Linked DNA regions of Anas platyrhynchos: region 1 is linked to region 2. A link is a contact called in public Hi-C data. All regions are on one chromosome and are shown on one strand. The core of a region is the stretch at or near the end of the contact, and the rest is flanking DNA. Distances in the headings are between cores, read along the strand shown. Region 1 holds the start of TMEM141 (transmembrane protein 141). Region 2 overlaps SAPCD2 (suppressor APC domain containing 2).

The links. A called contact is a pair of places that touch in the nucleus more often than the background predicts.
Region 1: a Hi-C map of F5 follicle shows a contact between it and region 2, with 2.6 times the contacts expected there. The contact joins the promoter of TMEM141 here to the enhancer-like site in region 2. A contact is called at or near these places in 4 of 8 Hi-C or Micro-C datasets (F5 follicle, liver, skeletal muscle and 1 more).

What each region holds. Positions count from the first base shown.
Region 1 is chr18:2,947,337-2,953,694 of IASCAAS_PekinDuck_T2T, forward strand. TMEM141 (transmembrane protein 141) reads right to left here and starts at 2,181. Exons shown (of 4, transcript XM_027470880.3): 1 at 2,104-2,181; 2 at 1,755-1,944; 3 at 1,310-1,441; 4 at 355-657. The coding sequence starts at 2,157. The coding sequence ends at 581. PAXX (PAXX non-homologous end joining factor) reads left to right here and starts at 2,201. Exons shown (of 7, transcript XM_038164897.2): 1 at 2,201-2,326; 2 at 2,408-2,468; 3 at 2,555-2,604; 4 at 2,684-2,874; 5 at 3,621-3,695; 6 at 4,136-4,229; 7 at 4,327-4,795. The coding sequence starts at 2,223. The coding sequence ends at 4,366. CLIC3 (chloride intracellular channel 3) reads right to left here. Exons shown (of 6, transcript XM_005014804.6): 6 at 5,061-6,006. The coding sequence ends at 5,848.
Region 2 is chr18:2,893,267-2,899,701 of IASCAAS_PekinDuck_T2T, forward strand. SAPCD2 (suppressor APC domain containing 2) reads left to right here. Exons shown (of 5, transcript XM_072025274.1): 2 at 1,776-1,909. Among named protein-coding and RNA genes, the nearest start is that of SAPCD2, 10 kb to the left of the region's middle. Within about 2 kb of position 2,700, at least 4 of the 8 cell types and tissues checked have an H3K27ac peak or open chromatin away from gene starts, as enhancers often do. A contact at or near this core is called in F5 follicle, where this site is marked.

The sequences.
Region 1 (6,358 bases), core at 931-3,430, 54 kb after region 2:
GTAACTAAGTTTCCCCCCGCATCCAGTAAAGGATGGAGATTCTCCTTAGTCCTCCTTTTCGTGTTGATTTATTTATAAAAACATTTTTTGTTGTCTTTAACAGCAGTACCAGATTGAGCTCCAGGTGAGCTTTGGCCTTTCTAATTTTGACCCTGCACAGCCTTACAACATCCTTATAGTCTTCCTGAGTGGCTTGCTATCTTTTTCAACAGTCATAAACCCTCTTTTTTCCTAAGCTTTTGCCACAACTCTCTGTTCAGTCTGCTTCAACATTTACCAGAGGGACTGTCTCCAGGTGACTCCTGCACGCCACCTCTTTCCATCCTATTGGCAGTCTTTACTTTAACCACAGTGTGCACTTTGAGCTCTTGACTTTTATTACATTTGCCATGTGCAATGCTCACACACAAACCACCTGAGAGTCTCAGGTCTCCAACATGCATGCACTGCACCACTGACTTATCTAAACTCCCTGGCAGTACTACAGACAACTCCCATGCAGCACAGGCACATCAGGAAAACAGGAAGGGGTGAAGACAGCAGCAGCAGGACACAGGCGTAGCACACTGTGCTGCACTGGCTACTCCACAATATCTCCGTACTTGTTCCTCCTCACAGGTGGTGCAACTCTCTCTGCATCCTCTGGGCTGAGACTTTCTGCAATAGACAAGAACAAACTCCTTGTACCCCAGATAATCCCAGCATCTTTGGCAGGTGTGAGCAGAGAACCATAAAGCTCTGTTGAAGAGTTTGATGCCTCTTCAGCTTGGCCTAGCTTCAAGAGTTCATTGATGCCAATAGCAGATAGCAGAGGCAGCCATGAAAACCACCCAGCAGAGGCTGCTCTGGTGCCCTCTGCAGCCCTACCTTTCTCATGAGCAGCCTGGCTTAAGCACAAGCGTGGAGGGGTTTGCTAGCTCACAATCTTCTGCCCTATTCTTCCTCTTCTAGCAAACAAAACCTCCTCCACAATGTCCCTCATGAATCCACAGAACAGGCAGGCCAGCAAGCAGAAGTGAGCATACACTCTCCATACCACTGGCTGCACCCAAATGATGGGCCCAGAGAAGTGAGAGCTGTGAGACTGGGGCAGGGCACTCTGGCTGTGCTAGCACTGCTGCTACCCCAGAGGGCTACTCCTGTCACATAAGAGAAAAGTCCCTTAACTGCAGGGTACCTCTGTGGGACTTTACCAGGGATTCTAAGAAAGATACAAATAGTCACCAGCTTAGAAGCAATGCAGGAACAGCAAAGAGCTGCAGCAGGCAAGACAAGCCCAGGTAAAGCAGCAAGGAGACATGAAATATACCTGTAGGTTGAGACAGCCCATCGGCCATGGTATGCTCCTGTGGGGACTTGCCCGTCTCCAGGTAAATCCAGAAGTCAGAGCATTTCTGTGTCTCTGCTTTGGTCACCATATAGCTGGCAAGGGATCCTGCAGCTGAAGAGACCAACATGCAGGCAGCTTCCAGAGAGCACTGGTAACAAGTGTGTTTGCAACTGCCTACAGGCAGTCCCTGAGCCTCCCAGGCACCCTTGGGGAGCTTGGGGAGCAGAAGGGTGGAATGAGTCAGGTCACAACGCCCCCCACATTAAGGGCAAACCGCCGTTCCACCTGCAAACACGGTCCCGGTCCCGCAAGCCGAGGCCGTGCTCCCTGCAGGGCCCAGCACTGCCAGCCTGCTCACAGCCGAGCCTGCAGCCACATCCCGGCAGCAGGCGCTAGGCAGGGCAAGGAGACTCAGGGCACTCACCCACGGACAGCAGCAGGTTGTACTGGAGGGCGTACGGCAGCTTCTTGTTCACCAGCTTCTGCACGGCGAAAGCGGCTCCGCTGCCTGCCAAAGCCCAGGGACCGCGAGCAGGATACCAGCCAAGGCCACCCGCCGCTGGGGGCCGAGTGCTGGGGCCTCCCCCGCCCGGCGGAGCCCGCCCCGGCCGTACCTGCCACGAAGGCGCCGATGCCCTTCATGAAGGCGTGGGACTGGCACGCCGCGTACTGCCGCAGCGCCTGCGGAGACACCGTCAGGGCACCGGCCCGGCCCCCCCGCCCGGGCCCCGGCTCGCGGCCCCCCAGCCCCGCCAGGGAGGGCCGGCGCCTACCGGGTGCCTGGCGGCCACGCTCTCGTCCACCCGCTGCAGCCCCAGGTTCCCCATGGCGGCGCCGCCCTCGCCGGCCGTGCGGGGCCCGGGGCCGGGCCCGCCCCTTCCGCGCCGCCGCCATGGCGGAGCCGCCGGGGCCTTTCTGCGTGCTGGGGGCCGGGCCGGGCCGGTACCTCTGCTACTGCTGCCCCGCGGCCGGCCCCGGCTCTGCCGGCACCGTCTGGTGAGCGCCGCGCCGGGCGGGGGAGCGGGCCGGGCCGGGCCGGGGCGGCTCGAGCCCCGCCTGAGCCGCTGCCCCCCGCAGTGTGACCGACGCGCTGGAGGTCTGGGCCGGGGAGCTCGGCGCCCGCCCGCCGCAGGGCCGCGTACGTAGCGGGGCTGGGGGCCGCGGGGGGGGGGCCGGGCCGGCGGGGTCCCGGGCCGCGCCGCAGGAGGTGCCCTCTCCCCGCAGGCGCCGCAGGGCGGGACGGGCCTGCCGGAGGACGGCGTCGCGAAGCTCAGGTGGGTGCTCGGCGGGACCCGGCGCCCTTTGCCGCGGGGCTCCGGGCTCCCGCCTCACCCCGGGCTCTTGCCCACGCAGGGAAGCCCTGCGGCGTGGGGCCGTTTCCCTGAGCCTGCAGGAGGGCGGGGCCACGCTGCAGCTGCAAGGGGAGGCCGGACACAGCACCCTTCATCTCTGCAAGCTGCCTGTTGCTGAGGCGAGGACCCAGCTCCAAGCGCTGATGTTTGGCTTGGCGACTTCCATCAAGAAGCTAGAAGAACGTCTCGAAGGTCCGTGTGTGGTTGTGGAACAGGGCAACGGGAGAAAGGAGATCAGCTTCCATCCACTGTCGTGGTACCATCTCTCTCCCACCTAAGGTTTCCCCCAAGTGAGCCAGTTCAGAGGACCAAGTAAGACGGCATTTAGGAGGCTGTTTTCATGGTCTCATCCCACATGACATCTCCTCATGAGCTATGGCTAAATTGGCCAGGAGAGATGAAAATGTGTGGACTGGGCAGCAGAGGTGCTACTTTCGTCTTCCTGCTTGGGCTGACCTGTTCTCAAAGCTGGCCAGGGCCTTCCCTGACCATCTTGGGCAGAAGAGATCCTGTATAGGACTGAAAGCAGCGTTGTGACAGTGTGCAGGAGCACAACCTTGCCCTAATGGCTGACAAAACACCATTGTTGCCTTACAGAGGCAAGTTTCTTTTACCGTGAGGGTGACAGAGCATTGGAACAGGCTGCTCAGAGAGCCTGTGGAGTCTCCATCTCTGGAGATATTCAAAACCCTACTGGATGTGATCCTGTGCAACATGCTGTAGGTGACCCTGCTTGTCAGGGAGGTTGGACTACATGATCTCCAGCTCTCCCTTCCAACCTCAACCATTCTGTGAAGGTCTTGGGGTAGCAGCACCCTAGATGGAAGTGGCTGGAAAGAGAATGTTGCTAGGTTTGGTTGTGGGCTGTGGAGGGGAGGGAACTTGCTGGGAAGCCCGGGATACATTGGCACATAATCTGATTCTCGTTCCTGTCTCAGCAGTGGTGGGCACACTGGGGTCTTCCTGCAGCCCTGAGAAGAATGCTTCCCAGAGCCAGCAGCTCTTCCTGCCAGGTAGGCAGTTACCATGGGTTGTGTTGCTTGTTTGCCTTCTCTTCTCCAGGAAGCTGCTGGCTCCTGTGTCTTTTTACTCTCCAGGAAACTCTGAGCCCCCTCTGCTTTGGCTGCTGTCACCCACCCTGCTCTTGGTGCCCTTCCCAGCACAGGAGGGGCCAGGGCTCAGCATGGTAGCTCTTGAGGTGCACTGTGCTCAGGTCCGATGCCTAGTATCACCAAGCAGGGTTGCTTGCTGGCCTCCAGGAGAAGGTCAGGCTTCACTGCTCTTCCATGGCAGTTCCGTGAGTCCCTGGAGCTTTCACATAGGAGACCAAGTATGGCCCCTCATCATCCATGGCTCCTGGAGGCACATCCTGGGCACAGAGGGGCTTGCAGGGCTGCCAAAGCAACCAGCTGACCTTTGCTTTCCCTATCCTTCCTGTCTCTGACTGAGGCAGACCCCAGCCCAAGGAAGAACAGGGCTGCTGGCTCAGCTTTGTCAGCTAAGCGGAAGATCCCAGGAGAGTCTCTCATTAATCCTGGTTTCAAAAGGTAAGCGCTGTTCCACAGCCCAGTGCTGGGACTTGAGGTCCAGTGGACACCAGCGAGCTCCTGGCTGGCCTGTGACTCTCCTTCCATCACCTTCTAGCAAGAAGGCACCATCTGGAGTGGACTTTGAAGACTCATGACCTGTGGTGTCCTGTCCCCCCGATGACAGCATTTTCAACCACGTGTGGCTGATAGAGGTTTTACTGCCTCCTGGCCCTGCCAGGCTCCTTGCTGCAGGTGTGGATCATGGTCAACAAGGGAGATGGATGGGGCAAGCAGGACCCAGAGACCCGGAGGCAGTGCCTGGCAGGCCTGAGGGGGCAGCAGATCTTCAGCTGGTGCTGTGGCAGGGCCGGGGAGGGGGTAGACAGGGCAGGGGTGACAAAGTGGTGGCTTTTTTTACCTGCAGCTTCTTCCTGCTGAAAGGAGCCACCCCTTTACTCCACTCGCCATTAATTGGTGTGTTGTTTTTTTTAAATATCTTTGAAAGATATTTTTTTAAAGATCACCTGTGCTTAAGTTATTGCCAATAAAGCTGTTTTTAACCAGTCTCTGGGGGCTTGTCCAGAGTGAGAGTGTGTGTGTGTCATTTCCTTTTGCCCTTCCATTGCTCTGGAGCCATGTGGCCAATTTCAACTGAATCTAAGGAGTCAAGGGGTCAGAGGAGTTCACTTTCCTGACAGTTTTGTGCCAGTGGGCTGGTGGGTGACTGGTTAGAGCTTCTCTAGCCCCCTGGAGAGCTGGAAGTGTGGGCACAACCCTTGCTAGACTTGGAGGCCTGCGCAAAGTCCTGTGTGGGAGGAGAGCTGTTGGGGTCTGTCACTCCAGACACAGTTATCTTGCTTGCAAAGCCTTTATTGATCACCAGGTGCTCTGATACATGGCTTGGACTTTTCCTACTTCATCCCCATCCCTGTCCCAAATCTTCTCAAGAGAGCTTCCTACGAATGGGTCCTGGAGGGACAGTGCCCTCTGCTCCCCTTGCACAGGGCAATGGGGACAGAGGGCGAGGTCATCAGCATCACCAACAGCATTCCCACACCTCCATTCCCAGGGCTTTGCCATGGCTGTGCCAGTTCTCCTCACCCTGTGCTGCTCTTCACAGGCATCAGGTGGTGCCAGCTGTCCTGGCACAGCCCTGTCTTGGGTCCCTCATGTGGCTGGTGGCACAATGTGCCTCTGAGGGAGGCTGCAGGGATACCCTCTCTGCTCTGGGCTCTCTGCTCTAGGCAGACTTTTCTCTCCCCAAAATGAGGCTCGGCTCCTGCTGTTACCCTCAGCGTTGCCCAGCTCTGTTACAAGTGGTGCCCATGGCTGTACCTTTGCACCCATCTTTGTGCTTGAGGGATCACAGGGTAGGTCAAGAGTGTCCTGGCCAGGCAGGGAGGGTGACACAAGAAGCGAGAATGCATTTGCAGGTTCAGTGCAAGGCAGCTTGCTGATAGCACCTCAGGCAAGGGTGTCAGCTTGGGGAAATTTGGGTACCAGGGATGCAGCTCATGCTCTCTGCCCTCCCGAATGCAATTCAGGCAGGACAGTGGTGGTGGCAGTGGAACAGGGGCAGGCATTGGCCTGCTGCCTGACCCCATCCCTATGCCCATCTGGGTGTTTGCCCGGCTCACTACGGAGACCGGACCACAGAGCGATAGGCCTGAACTATCTCCTCACTGTTGGGGCAGGTGTATTTGAACTCCTTGGTTTCGCTGGCGTTGTTAAGGTAGCGCCACACACCGCGCAGGTCCTTGGGGATCCCGAAGTGGCGATAATGCTGGCAGACAATCTGCAGGCAGAAACAGCATGAGTTCTTGCCCAGCACTGTGTGCCTGTGATGTGCCAAGGAGGGTTTTGTGGCTGGTAGGTAGTGGCATTCACAGCCACATGGGTGACATAGCATGAGGGGACATCTGTGGCAGTGCACAGGATGGAGAGGTGGTACCTGGTGGGGGATGCAGACGGGAGTGAAGTCTGCAGGAAGGCACCAAGCTGTGCAGGGGTCATGGGGAAGGGCGTGCCAGGCAGGCAGCTGGGGGGCATGGTGAATGGGGGAGAAGAGGGAACACGGGTGGGTGTAGGGGCGGAGAGTTGTTGCAGGCAGGTGATGGGCTGGCACCCAGGAGGAGGTGAGGCCATGG
Region 2 (6,435 bases), core at 1,450-3,949:
GGAGCACTTGCTGATAAGACAAGTGGGACACTGTGATAAACCAGCAGGTGGATTTTTCCCATACCATCATGGCCCCTCTCCTCAGTGACACAAAGTGACAGGCTGAGCAAGGTTACTTCATAGCATGCCACTGTTGGGGCACTGCCTGCTATGAGTGCAAGTCTAACTCCTGTTGCTGAACTAATAGATACGTGGCACCACAGACACCCACAGTGTGGTGCGATTCTCCCCAACCTCACTGCCTTCCAGCTCCCTCCTGTGAATCGAGCTTGTCTTTGAGATTCATGGTGACTTCTGTCTCCACTCACTTCTCCTGCCCTATATTTCTCTTCCTTCCCATCTGTGTGCTCTGCTGAGGAGGCTTGTGCAGCAGCTAGGTGGTGTGCCTGGATGTGCAGCACCACGCATCCTGCCTCACCACTCCCAGTCCTTCATGCCCATCTGCACTGGAGAGCATGCTAAACCTGTGGCAGTTTGCTCAGGTGCCTGGGAGCCAGCATGTGCCCAGTTGCCTCGCTGCCTGCTTTCATTTGCCTACTTCCCTGCTGCTATTTTCTGGTTCTTTTTTGGTAAAGCAGGGAAAGCAAAAAGCTGTGATCAGAGAGCATGGTGAGCAGCAAGAATGAGAGGGGTGAGCACACGGTAGGGTCTGCTGGGGACTCGGCAGGGGACTGGAGCAAGGAGGGAGTGCAGCAGGCTTGCTGCCTGGGCATGTCTGGAAGGGGTGGTGACAGCAACCTTGGTGCCCTGGTACCACAGTTCACAGCAGCAGGGCAGTGCTCTAAGCTCATCCAGAAACATGGAGCTGAGCTGCCTGGGACATGGCTGCAGGACTGTCTTTCTGGCAAGTTAGCCAGGGCATGCAGTACAGGGCTTGTGCTGATTTCAGAAGGTGCTTAGCCAATACCTGCTTTAGTGTACAAGCATATAGCATGGGCAGGAGACATCTGATCCAGCCTGAAATCTGCCAGTGTGAATTTAATCTGCAAAAATAGGTTATGTGTGGATTTGGACCAGCATAATTTGTATGTAGTACATCAGCCTTTTGCTAAATAGGATGTTAGGATTTTGATAAAAATTTGGTAACCCTATAGCCAGATTGTTGTATGTTTAGACCAAAGGCATGCAGCTTCTGGTATGCATCACCCCCTTTAGCACCAAGCACATATCTGGGTGGGGAAGGAAAGTGTATTTGTTCTGAAATGTGTTGGTCTGATCTCCATGACCATCTCCAGAGCTGCTCTAAGTGGCTGCCCCCTCCAAAGAAAGCCCCTTGTGAGAGCTGCCACAAGTGACTGGAGAAGGAGCTGATCCCTGACTCTCTCTGATGCTGCTGGGTTGCCACTGTTTGTACAAATGGGAGCAACTGTGTGAGCCCGTCACCAAACGGGAGCTGCCTTCAGGAGGAGGTGAGTGCATGGCAGGGCCTGTGCTTCCTGAGCAGAAGTCAGGGATCCCGTGAAGACTGGACTGAAAACTGGAGTTGGCAGTAATGGTTTAATTGTGCTGGAACTGAAGCAGCATTGCCTAGAAGTTGCCTGCTTTTTACAGAAGATGATTACCAAAGTCTGTTGCCGGCCTGGCATAACAAAGTAAGCTGTTGCTGAGGTCTGGCTTGCCTGCACAAAGATGTGAGCAGGTGCTATGTGCAGTGCTTCCTCAGCTGCTGCCTGCCCTGCCTGCTTGCAGGGCTACCCCACGCACTGCCCCACAGAGGGGCCATGGGGAGGTTTTGTTGCAAGCAGCTGATGCTCTCATGCTTTCATCTGTTACAGGTATTGATGTTAAGTCTGCTGGGCAGTCCCAGGGAGATGGTGGCCATGGAGGCACTGGGGACGTTCGGAGACATCAGAGGGGACATGCAGAACACCGAAGACACACTATCGCCAATGGTGTGGATTTTAGCATGGTAAGAAAACAGCCTTGTCCTGGGCTGCAGTCAAGGGGCCTGCCCCTGCAGGATTTCTGTTATAAAGCTGTATTGATGTACATTGTGGTCTTGCAGTTACTTCCAAGGTGTTTTCTGTCCTGAAATGTGCAAGAGAAAGAGAAGTTATGGTTTCCCCTGTGTCCCATGGAGCAATGTCAGCCTATGGAGTTGGCACCTGTGCAGTCAAACACTGTCTTCATGGGCAAAAACTTGGGTAGAGAAAGGCAACAATTTACCTTATGGTACAGGAGAAGGCCCCAGTGCTGCAGTCATCTGAGAAGATTGGTCTCTGGGCTTTTCAAGCATGCCTTGCGCAGAGCCTCAGTGCTGTGTCCTCTGCTAGCTGTTCTTTGTAGGTCAGGTCTCAAGCATGCTGATCCTTGTGGCTCCCAAGAGATTTTTGCTATTAATGCAGAGAAATCTAAACTGAATTTGCCTGGGAAGCCCAGTATCAAGGGATCTGCTCCCCTCTCTGTCCCTGAATGGAGAGGTTTGGATCAGCTTGCCCAAACCAAGGGATCCGCACTGCTCCCAAGTGGAATAGCGAAGCTGCCTGGGCATGTTGCCCACAAGCTCAAGCCAAGACCTTGCCTGCAGGATGAGTGATCATCTGGTCTTTCTTGCTTTGTCTTGTGGCATGAGGGCTGCAGGCAAGGCCGTGACTCTCACATCTGCAATTCCACTTTTGGCACCCTGGTGTCACCAGCTCCCTGATCTGAGCAGGGCCAGCAGGCTGCATGCATGTCCTTGTGCAGCATTGATTACAGCATTGCACTGACCTTGGGCAACATAACATGCTCTGATTCCCGGCCTGGCCAGTCTGGGGAGGGTGCAGTTTATGTACGCATGGGAAAAGATTTGTTGGGCTTACAGCAATGCAAGGGGCTGGGTCTTCCTCTCTCAGACCGAGGGGGTCTCTGCTGAGAGGTGCTGACATGGAGCAATAAATGTGGATGTGTTTGCCTGGGATTAGGGGTCCCTCTGGTCCTCAGGTTTCTGGTGGTTGGACATTGCTGCTTTGACAGGGTATGCCCCCTTCCTCCCTTAGCAGGGCTCTCACATGTGCACATGGCTCCACGGTGGAGTGCAGCAGAGGTGTCATCACTGCCGTGAGTGTGAAGTCCTGCCTGGTGCTGATGAGGAAGGGGATGGTGGCCAGGGTGTCTTGCTGAAGGCTGGTGTTTGTTCCCAGCACTGCCACAAGTGCTGTTGCTTTTAGCGTTGCCATTGCCTTTGTTTCCCCATGGTGCATAGTTGTGTGGGAGGTGGGATGCAGGTGCTCTACCTTTCTTCCATCCATCCATCTCTAGTGTATCTGAGTGCTGCTCTGCCTTTACATGTTCCTCCTCCCAGAGATAGGATGCCTCCACTTGTACTGTGGGGGTTGAGAAGTCTTCCCAAGCACCAGGGCAGAAGTATTTGGTACCAATTCCACTTCTGAGTATGCAGAGACAGTTGGAACAGGTTTGAATCCAGCAAGAATTGAATCTGCATGCAGGGTGGAGATCTTGCCTGGCTACCCTTCCTCCCTGATGAAGGGAGGATATCTGGCAAGACAAGGCACACAGCTGTGATTAGGCTAATCTGCCTAAAACCGGGGGTGGGGGGACGCACTGTTGTCCATCGTGTGTCCTATAGGCGCACTAGGACCTGTTCATCCTCCTCAGCAAAGCAGACGAGTGGGGCCTGTGCTGCAGCCCCAGGACCCTTTATGATAGACAGCTGGTGACTCCTCAGATGTTCGGTGGGTTTTGTTGTTGTTTTATTTTCAATGTGTCCATTGATTGATCCAATTTCCCCATGTCCTTGGCATAGCTGGAATGAGACCTGTGAGAGGCCAAGCACTTTTGTTTGCAGGCAGCCCAGAGAAGAAGCACTCTCCCCTCCCCTTCTACCACAGGCAGTGACCAACCAAGATGTGCTGTGCCCATTCACAGAATTTCTGGGTTGGAAGAGACCTCAAGATCATCAAGTCCAACCTCTGACCTAACGCTAACAGTCCCCACTAAACCATATCCCTAAGCTCTACATCTAAACGTCTTTTAAAGACTTCCAGGGATGGTGACTCCACCACTTCCCTGGGCAGCCCATTCCAATGCCTCACAACCCTCTCGGTAAAGAAGTTCTTCCTAACATCCAACCTAAAACTCCCCTGGCGCAACTTAAGCCCATTCCCCCTTGTCCTGTCACCAGGCATGTGGGAGAACAGACCAACCCCCACCTTGCTACAGCCTCCTTTAAGGTATCTGTAAAGAGCAATAAGGTCACCCCTGAGCCTCCTTTTCTCCAGGCTGAACAAGCCCAGCTCCTTCAGCCGCTCCTCGTAAGACTTGTTCTCCAGGCCCCTCACCAGCTTCATCGCCCTTCTCTGGACCCGCTCGAGCACCTCCATGTCCTTCTTGTAGCGAGGGGCCCAAAACTGAACACAGTACTCGAGGTGCGGCCTCACCAGAGCCAAGTACAGGGGGACAATCACCTCCCTAGCCCTGCTGGTCACACTGCTTCTGATACAAGCCAGGATGCCGTTGGCCTTCTTGGCCACCTGAGCACACTGCTGGCTCATATTCAGCCGACTATCCACCATCACTCCCAGGTCCTTCTCTGCCTGGCAGCTCTCCAACCACTCATCTCCCAGCCTGCTTGGGGTTATTGCGCCCCAGGTGCAGGACCCGGCACTTGGCCTTGTTGAACTTCATGCAGTTGACCTCAGCCCATTGGTGCAGCCTATCCAGATCCTCCTGCAGAGCCTTCCTACCCTCGAGCAGATCGACACACGCGCATAGCTTGGTGTCATCTGCAAACTTACTGAGGGTGCACTCAATGCCCTCATCCAGATCATCGATGAAGATATTAAAGAGGACCGGCCCCAGCACTGAGCCCTGGGGAACACCACTAGTGACTGGCCTCCAACTGGACTTGACTCCATTTACCACGACTCTTTGGGCCCGGCTATCCAGCCAGTTTCTAACCCAACAAAGCGTGCGCCAGTCCAAGTCAAGAGCAGCCAGTTTCTTGAGGAGAATGCTGTGGGAAATGGTGTCAAAAGCCTTGCTGAAGTCAAGGTAGACCACATCCACAGCCTTTCCCTCGTCCACCCAGCGCGTCACTTTGTCATAGAAGGAGATCAGGTTTGTCAAGGAGGACCTGCCTTTCATAAACCCATGTTGACTGGGCCTGATTGCCTGCTTGCCCTGCAAGTGCTGCGTGATGACTCTCAAGAGGATCTGCTCCATGAGCTTCCCTGGCACTGAGGTCAAACTGACCGGCCTGTAGTTTCCCGGGTCTGCCCTCCGGCCCTTCTTGTAGATGGGCGTCACGTTTGCTAGCCACCAGTCAACTTCCACCTCCCCATTCTCCTGTCCGAGAAGCTGCTCTGCCCCTAGCTGTATCCTGTCCTCTGCCCCTAGATTGATTCCATCTGTCCCTGCACCTGACAGAACTGCTGGTATCCCACTGCTCTGTGGGATGCTGCCTCTTCCTCCAGTTCCCATGCTGACCAGCAAGCCCAGTGGGACCAGGTTGGGATAGGCAGTCACACGCTGCAGCCAGAACTGGATGGGGGTCCTTGCCACATACAGAACCTTCTTCATGCCCCTCAGCAATACTCTGTGTAGTACCAGGGCTCTGTGGTTCTTCGTGTGGGTACGTCCCCTTCTCTCTGTTTGTCCATATGAGCATGTGTGTGTGAGTGGCTGCTGTATTGTAAACAGCACGTCCAGAAGCAGAGGGAGCAAGAATAACCCTGGCATAAGGGGTGGCTGGCACGTGACAATTGTGAGACTTAGGGAGTAGAGGTGGGGACAGAGCAGTGCTGGCAGCCTGAAGAAGCTGTTGGTACAGTCTAACCTGTTTGCTGGAGGCAGTCAATGTTTAGGGTCACTTCTGAGCTGAATTGTTCCCGTCCAGATGTTCTCCAAAACAGACGAAGAGGTTCCTGAGTGTCCAGCAGTTTCTAGGCTTGCCTGCTTGTGTGATCAGAGTGCTTATGCTGGATAGAGAGCTGTCTGCCCTCCACAGTGAAGACTCTCCTGGTGCTCAGGCTGTGCCACAGGCTGTGGAGGTCAGGCAACATCACGGCAGAGAAGGCAGGCAGCCATTTGCTTTGGGGAGTGCTGGGAAATCCAGCCCAGTGCTCTCGACGTGGAGGAAGGCCTTTCTGCCTTGGAGCAGCCACAAGGGTGGCTCAGGAGGGCTGTGAACTGGGGGAGCAGGCTCACTCCTGCTTGGAGAAGGGGACAGGAGTTGGACTCAATGATCCTTATGGGTCCCTTCCAACTTGGGATATTCTATGATTCTATGACAGGGAAGAGTGAAGGCTGATGAATTGTGCTGTGGTCATTCTGTTCTTCTGGGAACAGACCCTCCTCTTCTTGACACCTCCGTGATTTCCTCGTGGCAGTGCAGAGCCAAGGGGCCTTGGGAGAAGGGTGGCAGCAGAGCAGGGAGGCCCCTTGTCAGCTGGGCACAGGCAGCTAGGTGCTGCTGCTGTCTGCTGTTGATGGAGG